Linked DNA regions of Mus musculus: region 2 is linked to region 1. The links are chromatin contacts, called in public Hi-C maps. All regions are on one chromosome and are shown on one strand. The core of a region is the stretch at or near the end of the contact, and the rest is flanking DNA. Distances in the headings are between cores, read along the strand shown.

Region 1 (4,941 bases), core at 6-2,505:
ATAGTGGGCTCTAGAAGCTTAGGAGCTTTTGCTTCAGCAAGAACCTCAGGTACAGATAGAGAGAGAGGGGGGGGGAGGCAGGCTATGGGTGACAGAGAAAGTCACATAATGTCATTTGGTGACTCCTACATGCATGCACACTAGAGCACGTGCACCTTCCCAAACCCAGGTACATCATAAATGCAAAGAACTGTTTAAAATTTCATTTTTTAAGGACTTCATCAAATGATATACTACCAAAGTTTACCACATATGGGCTGTCATTATACCTTCTAAAATGAAAGAGGTTTCTATCAAGTTCTGCATACAACCAGAATTGTTGGTGAAGTGACCTGATTAAATGTGCATATTACACAAAAGTGATGAAAATAATAATAAAATGAACGTCTAGATTCACAAAATAAAACCACCAGCTAAGCCTTACAATAAACTACACAGTGTCTCTTGGCTGCAAGATGCTAATTAAATATCAGTAAAATTAACCCAAAATTTCTGTTCTTCAGTATTAATGGCCACCTTTCTGTTCTTCCATTAATGGCCAACTTTCTGTTTTTCCATTATTAGTAGCAACAGAGATAAAGGCATAAAAAAATAGATATAGACATGCCTGTCATCACCCAAAGTTGTACAACCTTGTGTTGAACAACTTATAATTGTTCTTTGAAGGGGATGAGTTGAAGGCAAGTTACTTATGTTCCTGTATTCTTTAGAAGACTCATTAGGAGCCTGGCTACCTCTAGATTTTTAAATTACTAAATATGACTGATGAGATTATGTAACCTTTAAGATTAGAATGGCAAAGGGGGAGAATTCAAACAAAGGAATATAATTCAACCGGGAAAACAAATCAAAGAGGAGCATGAATCACAAGAAACAATTCCAAGTACATCTGTAACCATAGCAAAGATGTAAATGAATCTGGAAGTAATGAATAAAAATTATTGTCCTTTTATATTAAGTCATTTTGTAAAATAAAAGGGTAATCAAATTTAAGCATACATTCAATAATAATTTTTATAAACAAAATTTTTAAATATATTAAAAATACAAAGGTTTGAGTAAAGCTATGAACAACCAAATATTTTCTGAGCAGGAATATTAACAGACAAGTTTTGGACTGTGAATTATTTAAGGCTGAGGAGCAAAGCATGCCAGAAGCTTGTGGTTTAAAATAGCAGCATCTGTGTTGCTCCAGCTCTCTGGTTGGAGCAGGGCTCAGTGGGGACAGCTCCTCTCTGCACTCACTATTCATCATCGGGAACACTCAGAATTAGCAGGAAGCCAAGAACCTTCCAAAAGCTCAGTTACTCACACATCTGGCCACCGATTGAAGTGTGACCTTGGTTAGGGCCAACTGTCAGCTAGAACACCTGCTGTGACTTCTTCATGTGACTTAGACTCCTTCACAACATGATGACAGAGGCCTAAAAGTAAGCATCCCCAGAAAGACAGCCAAGCAAAAGCCACTTGGCATCTTAGCACTCAGCTACACAGCCACAAGCTCCATTACAAAGTGGTACTGAAACTTCTATGACCAATTTTGGATAGAATTTACAGTTTGATACAAATTTCAATAATTTACAAAATCCCTCTGACACTAGAAAAGAATACCTTTCTGCTTTTTTTAGTTTAATTTTACCTTCAACACACACACACGTGTACACATGTGTGCACCAACTACAAGTATAGGTCAATTACAGTTTTAAGCATCAGTTTAAAATCCTAAAGAAAATAGTAGTCCAGTTCAGTCCATTTTGAAGATTAAAGCAGTGCATCAGGGAGCCATTTGCACCTCCAGGTTTACTGCAGAACCACTCACAAGGGCACAGATGTAGAATCAAACTTCTGGGAGTGTAGGTGAAGAAATGTAGCATCCATGCACATTATAATACTCTTCATCCTTTAAGAAGAGAATTATGGAGCAATTCGACAACCAAAGGAGATCAAGGGGATACAAATTGGAAAAGATGAAGTCAAAATATCACTTTTTGCAGATGATATGTTAGTATATATAAGTGACCCTAAAAAATCCACCAGAGAACTCCTAAACCTGATAAACAGCTTCGGTGAAGTAGCTGGATATAAAATTAACTCAAACAAGTCAATGGTCTTTCTCTACACAAAGAATAAAGAGGCTGAGAAAGAAATTAGGGAAACAACACCCTTCTCAATAGTCACAAATAATATAAAATACCTTGGTGTGACTCTAAGTAAGGAAGTGAAAGATCTGTATGATAAGAACTTCAAGTCTCTGAAGAAAGAAATTATAGAAGATCTCAGAAGATGGAAAGATCTCCCATGCTCATGGATTGGCAGGATCAAAAACCATCCAGTGGAAAAAAGACAGCATCTTCAACAAATGGTGCCAGCACAACTGGCAGTTATCAAGTAGAAGAATGCGAATTGATCCATTCCTATCTCCTTGTACTAAGGTCAAATCTAAGTGGATTAAGGATCTCCACATAAAACCAGAGACACTGAAACTTATTGAGGAGAAAGTGGGGAAAAGCCTTGAAGATATCGGCACAGGGGAAGAATTCCTGAATAGAACAGCAATGGCTTGTGCTGTAAGATCGAGGATTGACAAATGGGACCTCATGAAACTGCAAAGCTTCTGCAAGGCAAAAGACACCGTCAATAAGACAAAAAGGTCACCAAAAGATTAGGAAAGGATCTTTACCTATCCTAAATCAGATAGGGGACTAATATCCAATATATATAAAGAACTCCAGAGGCTGGACTCCAGAAAATCAAATAACCCCATTAAAAAATGGGGCTCAGAGCTAAACAAAGAATTCTCACCTGAGGAATAGTGAATGGCTGAGAAGCACCTGAAAAAATGTTCAGCATCCTTAATCATCAGGGAAATGCAAATCAAAACAACCCTGAGATTCCACCTCACACCAGTCAGAATGGCTAAGATCAAAAATTCAGGTGACAGCAGATGCTGGCGAGGATGTGGAGAAAGAGGAACACTCCTCCATTGTTGGTGAGATTGCAAGCTTGTACAACCACTCTGGAAATCAGTCTGGTGGTTCCTCAGAAAACTGGATATAGTACTACCGGAGGATCCTGCAATACCTCTCCTGGGCATATATGAGGAAGATGTTCCAACCGTTAAGAAGGAGACATGCTCCACTATGTTCATAGCAGCCTTATTTATAATAGCCAGAAGCTGGAAAGAACCCAGATGTCCCTCAACAGAGGAATGGATACAGAAAATGTGGTACATTTACACAATGGAGTACTACTCAGCTATTAAAAAGAATGAATTTATGAAATTCCTAGGCAAATGGATGGACCTGGAGGGTATCATCCTGAGTGAGGTAACCCAATCTCAAAGGAACTCACACAATATGTAGTCACTGATAAGTGGATATTAGCCCAGAAACAGGATACCCAAGATATAAGATACAATTTGCTAAATGCATGAAACTCAAGAAGAACGAAGACCAAAGTGTGGACACTTTGCCCCTTCTTAGAACTGGGAACAAAACACCCATGGAAGGAGTTACAGAGATAAAGTTTGGAGCTGTGTCAAAAGGATGGACCATCTATAGCCTGCCATATCCAGGGTTCCATCCCATAATCATCTTCCAAACGCTGACACCATTGCATATACTAGCAAGATTTTGCTGAAAGGACTCAGATATAGCTGTCTCTTGTGAGACTATGCCGGGGCCTAGCAAACACAGAAGTGGATGCTCATAGTCAGCTATTGGATGGATCACAGGGCCCCCAATGGAGGAGCTAGAGGAAAGTACCCAAGGAGCTAAAGGGATCTGCAACCCTATAGGTGGAACAACATTATGAACTAACCAGTACCCCGGAGCTCTTGACTCTAGCTGCATATGTATCAAAAGATGGCCTATTCGGCCATCACTGGAAAGAGAGGCCCATTGGACTTGCAAACTTTATATGCCCCAGTACAGGTGAACGCCAGGGCCAAAAAGTGGGAGTGGGTGGGTAGGGGAGTGGATGGGAGGGTATGGGGGACTTTTGGGATAGCATTGGAAATGTAAATGAGGAAAATACCTAATAAAAAGTTTTAAAAAAAAGAATTGAATTATGTCATTTGGGACAATAGAGCTGAGATTGGGGGATGTTATGTTGTATATAGTAAACCAATCACAGAACACAAAGGCCAGATGTTGTGACGTTGACATGGAGACTTCAAAAGATTAGTTCATGTGATCAGAAATATTAATGGTGGGGGCAAGATACTAGAGATGGAGAGAGAGGGACATCGCTGCTCAGAGAATGTGCTTCTGGTGAAGTCAAAATCACAAGAGTTCTACTTCCCAATTCAGTCACTGTGGTTAGTAACAGGGAATCGTCCATTCGTGTTTTTTCTACTCAAAAGAATAATAATAACAATAATAAAAATAATAGTAATAATAATGATAAAGTGTGCGAGGTGCTGCATATGTTAAAGAGCTCAATTTAGCCAGCTCACAAAGTGTATCTGGTTCAAGCATTATGTTCCATGTGTGTGTCGGTTAGTATCATCTTAACACAAACTAGAGTTATCTGGAAAAGGGAGAAATTTAGTTGAAAAATTGCCTTCACAAAACCAGCCTGTAGCCAAGTTGCGAGGCACTTTCTTGATTAATGATTGATGTGGAAGTCCCAGTGTATTGTGGTTGTGGTCATGCACAGGTGGTCATGGGGTATATAAAAGAGCATGTTGAGCAAGCTATGGGAAACATGCTAGTACTCCACCATGGCTACTGTATTAGCTGTTGTCTCCAGGTTCCTGCCCTGAGGACTGCTACCTTGTAAAGTAAAATAAAGTAATCTCTTTCTTTCCCCAAGGTGCTTAGGGATGTGAAATTTTTTCACAACAATAGAAACCATAAGACAATGTGAAAAAAATACAATTTCCGTATCTCTGTTGAAGTTTTTAAAAAATACAATGTACTGATTAAAATGCAAAAGCAA
Region 2 (5,256 bases), core at 1,076-3,575, 320 kb before region 1:
CCTTGTGCATCTCCATAAGAACTCTTTGTTGGGCAGATGAATTGCCAATTGGCACTGATACTCTGAAAACCATCTTTTCTGTAGGTCCCAACACTGAGACGAAGATTTTCAGTCACCAGGTTGCAAACAGATGTGCTGTCATCTGGGCACTATAGTTCCATTAAGAGTATACAGACAGGAGATGTAAAATGTTCTAGTTTGGTTGGTTGGTTTTCTGTTTGTCTGTTTGTTTGTTTTGACCACAGACATTTTCAGTATGACAAATGACATGAGTGTTAACTTAAAGTTACCAGCTACCATATAGTCTTGGCCAAAAGTGCTAACTTGATCTCCGAAGTGTCTAAGCCAAGCATTAACTGTTCCGTTTTCGTCCATTATAGAGTGGTTTCATCCACATTGCAAACCTACTACTTGCCTCAGCTCTAACTTTTGGCATAGCTTGCTGCTGCTTCCCTACCAGAACTTGCTTTACCTTGAATTGGTGTGTTAAATTGGTCTTGAGAAGATCATATGCCCCAGTACAGGGGAATGCCAGGGCCAGGAAGTGGGAGTGGGTGGGTTGGGGAGCGAGTGGGGGGAGAGTATAGGGGGCTTTGGGGATAGCATTTGAAATGTAAATGAAGAAAATATCTAATAAAAAAAAAGAAACACACACACACACAAAGATGTCTTACCTCCTTAAATCCCAGAAGCCATCTCAATTACCTTCAGATTTTTCTCTTGAAGCTTATTTTTATAAAACAATCTTTCATTGCCTTTGTAGAAATAAGAGTATCCAGGAGGAGAGGATCCAGTCTCTTCTTGGGTATGCCCTTGGCTTAAGAGAACACAAAGGGTGGTTTGATCTACTACAATGAGACTGCTCAGCTTTCTTGTCACTGTGAGTACAGGGGAATAGTGCTTTTGAGTTTCCTTCAAGAACTTTTTCTTTCTTCACATTTATAGCTTGTCTAAATGTTTGACACAAGAGGCTCTGGAATGGTCTCAGCTCTCTACACCTTTCCTCGCTAAATGTAGCTTTTTCTATCGTAATTGAAAAGCAAGAGCTGTATGTAACTCTTCCTTGCATCTGATCATTAAGCAGTGGATTGCAAGCTTTCCAATGATACGAGCCTTTAGCATGCTTCCTCATATTGTGGGGACCCCCAGCCATAAAATTTGATGGCACATCTGATATGGGATCCCAAAGGGGTCACAACCCACAAATTGAGAACCACTGGTTTAAAGTCTACTCTAGGGTTATTAATGAGTCAATATTTCTATATGGTTCAAAACCAGGGATGGACTCGTCAACAGAGCATGAAGAACACACAGAAAATGTATACAGTAATATTAGTATCTTATCTTGGGGGGATGGTGATGCCACTTAACAATTAGAATATTAACATCAAAGATTACTAACCATATATCACTATGAAAATCATGATAATCAAGACCTTTGAAATAGAAAGTTTCAAAAACATAACTCTTACAAAGAAAGGGAGTACCGAGTTGCCAAAAACCCTTAAATAATAGATGTTTTGTTGTTGTTTTGTTTTAATCTGCAAAGCTTAATAAAGATATACAATAAACCATGCCTGGGTTCATCTTGTTTCTGCACTCTTACCATATTTCATTTTCTTATTGTCAGGATTTCAGTGAGAATGGCACCCATATGCTTGCGTATATGTTTGAATGATTGATGCCCAGCTAGTAGAACTAGTGGGAAAGAATTAGAAAGGATAGGCTTGTTGGAGGAGATCTACCACCCAAATTAAATCCTTTCTTTATAATAGTTGCCTTGGTCAAGGTGTCTCTTCACAGGAACTGAACAGTAACTAAGACACTTACGTTGCAGACTTTACACAATCTGGCTTGTGCTCTCCTCAGTTGTGCATATCCTAGTTCTCTTGAAAGATAAGTTGTTTGCTTTTGTAACCAAATTTGCTTAGTTTTAAAATTTAGGGCTGTGTCTAAGATTTTCTTCAACCCAGTTATGTGTTAAAATTCCCAGTTATTTTCTGTGCTCCTCTTTACTGTTGTATTCAATGAGTTACTTGAGGTCTTAGTCTTGTGTGTGTGTGTGTGTTAAATGTTCCTTACACAATATTTGGTGATAAATAATGTTAAGTTAAATAATAATGATTAGACACATGAATGAAAACAATGTGATCTCATAATGGTCTACCAAGGCACTTCACCCCCAATAGTTTATATTTCAAAAAAAAAAAATTCCTTCTAAGTTTTAAGGCAAAGATCATAAAGACACATGTTTCCCCGTAAACATCAAAGAACTCATGCAGAAAGGACATCAGAATATTTATGTGCTAATGAGACTCATGTGGGCTTCATTTCCTCAAAGTAACCACAAGTGAGCCCTGGACCATAGCATAGCAGATCCATCCCATAGTGAGGTAAATGAGGATGTTTATAATAAAATAAACGTCTATCAGCCAGAGAACAGACACTCTGACCCAGTCTCTCTCTCTATTATAACCCCAGCTCTAACGTATCAAGCCCAGGATGGTGATGGCATTTCTTGGGACAGTAGGTAGAGAGGAATTTTCTTTGTTATAAACAGACAAAAGTTCCCATTGTGGTCTCTGTTGGACTGAAACTGTCTTTGGAAATTTTCTAGGTATTGATAGGCAGGAACACTCTGGAGAATATACCTGATATACATAGATATATTCGATCCACTATCTGTGAGCAGATCTGTGTCAAGATTGGCCTAGGAGCAAACCTTTTGGTGACTCAGACATGTCCTTCTACATTGTAGGAGCAGTTACAGTTACAAGTCTCCAAGCCTAGAGACTTGCAGTTCTCTACCTAACCCCCATTCTTCCTTCCTCCCTCCCTCCCTTCCTTCCTTCCTTCCTTCCTTCCTTCCTTCCTTCCTTTCTTTATTGCACACCTGGCACAGGACAAGCTGGAAGTGCTAAATAGTTAGTATCTCAATAAATGAACTTCTTCCCATGAATGGTGTCATGTGGATAAGGGCCCTGTCTCTTCGTTCCTGACAAAGAAGTTGAAAAAATTGTGCGTGTATTCTGTTTTCCCAGTTTTTGTTTTGTTTGTGTTATGATCTTCAATTGCTAAATATGTTTTTTTCAACAATATTTTATGTATAGCAACTTAATATAAGTATATGATTTGGTGCTTTCAAAAATTGGGAACTAACACACCATTTATTGTTATATTTGAAACTCTTATTGGCATTTGTTCCCTCCAAAAGCTACTTGCCCTTCTTTGGTATATCATAACGTACTTCTATCAGGGTATATTCCTGACAATTGTGAAGACTTCCTGTCTGATAGAAGAAATTTTCCCTATAAAAATGGTCTCAGAGGACCAGATCCTGTGAAGACAACAGGAAGTAGGCCACAATGGTCACCTCAATATCAACTGTGAATTGAATTATATTTATTTCATTCACAATTATCCATCCCTTTATGGAGTGGTCTCACAGTATGCGTCTAGATTCACACTAGAGATTACCGAAGAAGGATTTGTGCCCATTCTGAATTACAGTATAAGATTGGGGGAAAGGATCGTTCCTCAAGCCGTGTTAAGGATGGCCTTGGGGAATCAGAAACTCCCCAAAGACATTTGTGAATTAGAACACTTTATCACACTGGCCTCTCTTGTGACAAATCACTTCTGTGCTCACAGTCTGGGAATACTTAAATATTAAAAGAGTCATTCTATTTGTAGAAAGTATTCTCTCAATTTAAATGTTTTCTAATTTAAAATGTAACAGATACCTCAGTCCAGGGTGAGGACACTGGCCTTCTTAACTTTGTTCTCCCTATTCTGTAGTTTTGGCAGACCTGATCTTGCATCCTGGCTATTTCTGCTGTCCATAACCATTCCCACCCACAACATACTCAGTTCTTTAAAGCACAGAGCTCAAGCTTCAAATAAATGCAAATGCAAGCTATTTTTAGAATTATTATTTCAACGGCAAACATTTATTTGGCTTTAAATATTTCCAGATATATTATTGCTTTCCAACATAAAACCTATGTCTCAAGAAACATTTTAGCAAAATGTTTGTTTCAAGGTGTCATATTGTTTTGTGTTAATGCATTGAGGTTTCTGCTAAGTGTCTCTCTTGACTGAAATCACTGTCATCGGACTGCATTCTGTTTTGGAACTGATGGTCCGCTTCCAAGCTCTTGGCTGGCAGAATTCGTTTACTGAGGCTGTAGAATTCAGGTCCTATTTTCTTGTTGGACAACAGCTCATGGCCATCCTTTGCACAGAATATCTTAATTGAATTTGATCTAATAGTATAGATCTTTTAAGTCTATATCCGAAGGTCAGATGCAGCAATGGAATTTAGCACATTCACTTTGCAGTTATGTCACATAAACACAACAGGGAAGAGAACGTATTCTGCATACTGCCCACTATGCATGAAAACCAAATGTAACTAATTCTGACAGATAGGTTAAAGGATTAAAGATGGCAATTGTCTACTGAACAGTGGTAATAGGAGTTGAGCTAGCATTGTGACCTGTACCTTACACTGTCCATTTCTGCTGCCACATTGGCATTTAAAAGATGGTTAATTCAACTTGAAAAGGGCGAGAAAATGCACCTTATATATGGAAGTTTCCATAATTTTTGAAAAGATATGTTTATTCATTTTATATTCATTAATTTTATATATTGTGGTTGCTTGAATATATAGAATTAAGTACATATTATTTTAATCAATTTTATCTTTTCTCCTTTTTTACCCTTTTTGATGTACAGACTAGAAAAATTGAAGTTCCCTGTCTCATGCAATATGTGTTTCTTTATTACAGAAATGGCCATACAGAAAAAATAGACCCTAGATCCACACCCTAGCACAGCATCAAAGACAGTGCTAAATTCACTATGCGTGCTAATTTATTTAGGGTCTCCTGAACCCATACAAGATACACTCATCTTAATAGTAAAGAAATAAAAATGTGGATAGCTTAGTAGTAGACGACTTTCCTTTTCTAGTATCGCAATGGTCTGGGTTCAGTCCTCAGCAAAAAGAGGAGACGGCGAAGGAGGAAAGAAAAAACAATGAAGAAAAAAGAGGAGAGAAGAAAAGAGGGGAGATGAGAGATGAAAAGTTCACAGAGAAAGGAGAGGGATCTGTTGGAACTTAGAGAAGAAAGCAGGGGAGGATGGGAGCGGGGGTCAAAGAGAACAGCAAGAGGGATCAAGATGGTAGTGAGATGTAAGAAGATAGACAAGAGATGTGGAATAGAAAGATGGAGAAGATGAGGAGGAGTG

Evidence for each region. Hi-C and Micro-C count contacts between places; a contact is called where the count stands out from the background.
Region 2: a contact with region 1 is called in a Hi-C map of pre-B cells, with 2.4 times the contacts expected there. The contact joins two enhancer-like sites. A contact is called at or near these places in 1 of 484 Hi-C or Micro-C datasets (pre-B cells) and 1 of 115 datasets of contacts at active chromatin or transcription factors (large pre-B cells).

Annotation. Positions count from the first base shown.
Region 1 is chr15:42,097,260-42,102,200 of GRCm38.p6, reverse strand. No RefSeq gene overlaps it. Among named protein-coding and RNA genes, the nearest start is that of Abra, 230 kb to the right of the region's middle. Within about 2 kb of position 1,255, at least 28 of the 459 cell types and tissues checked have an H3K27ac peak or open chromatin away from gene starts, as enhancers often do. A contact at or near this core is called in pre-B cells, where this site is marked.
Region 2 is chr15:42,414,745-42,420,000 of GRCm38.p6, reverse strand. No RefSeq gene overlaps it. Among named protein-coding and RNA genes, the nearest start is that of Gm41313, 250 kb to the left of the region's middle. Within about 2 kb of position 2,325, at least 4 of the 459 cell types and tissues checked have an H3K27ac peak or open chromatin away from gene starts, as enhancers often do. A contact at or near this core is called in pre-B cells, where this site is marked.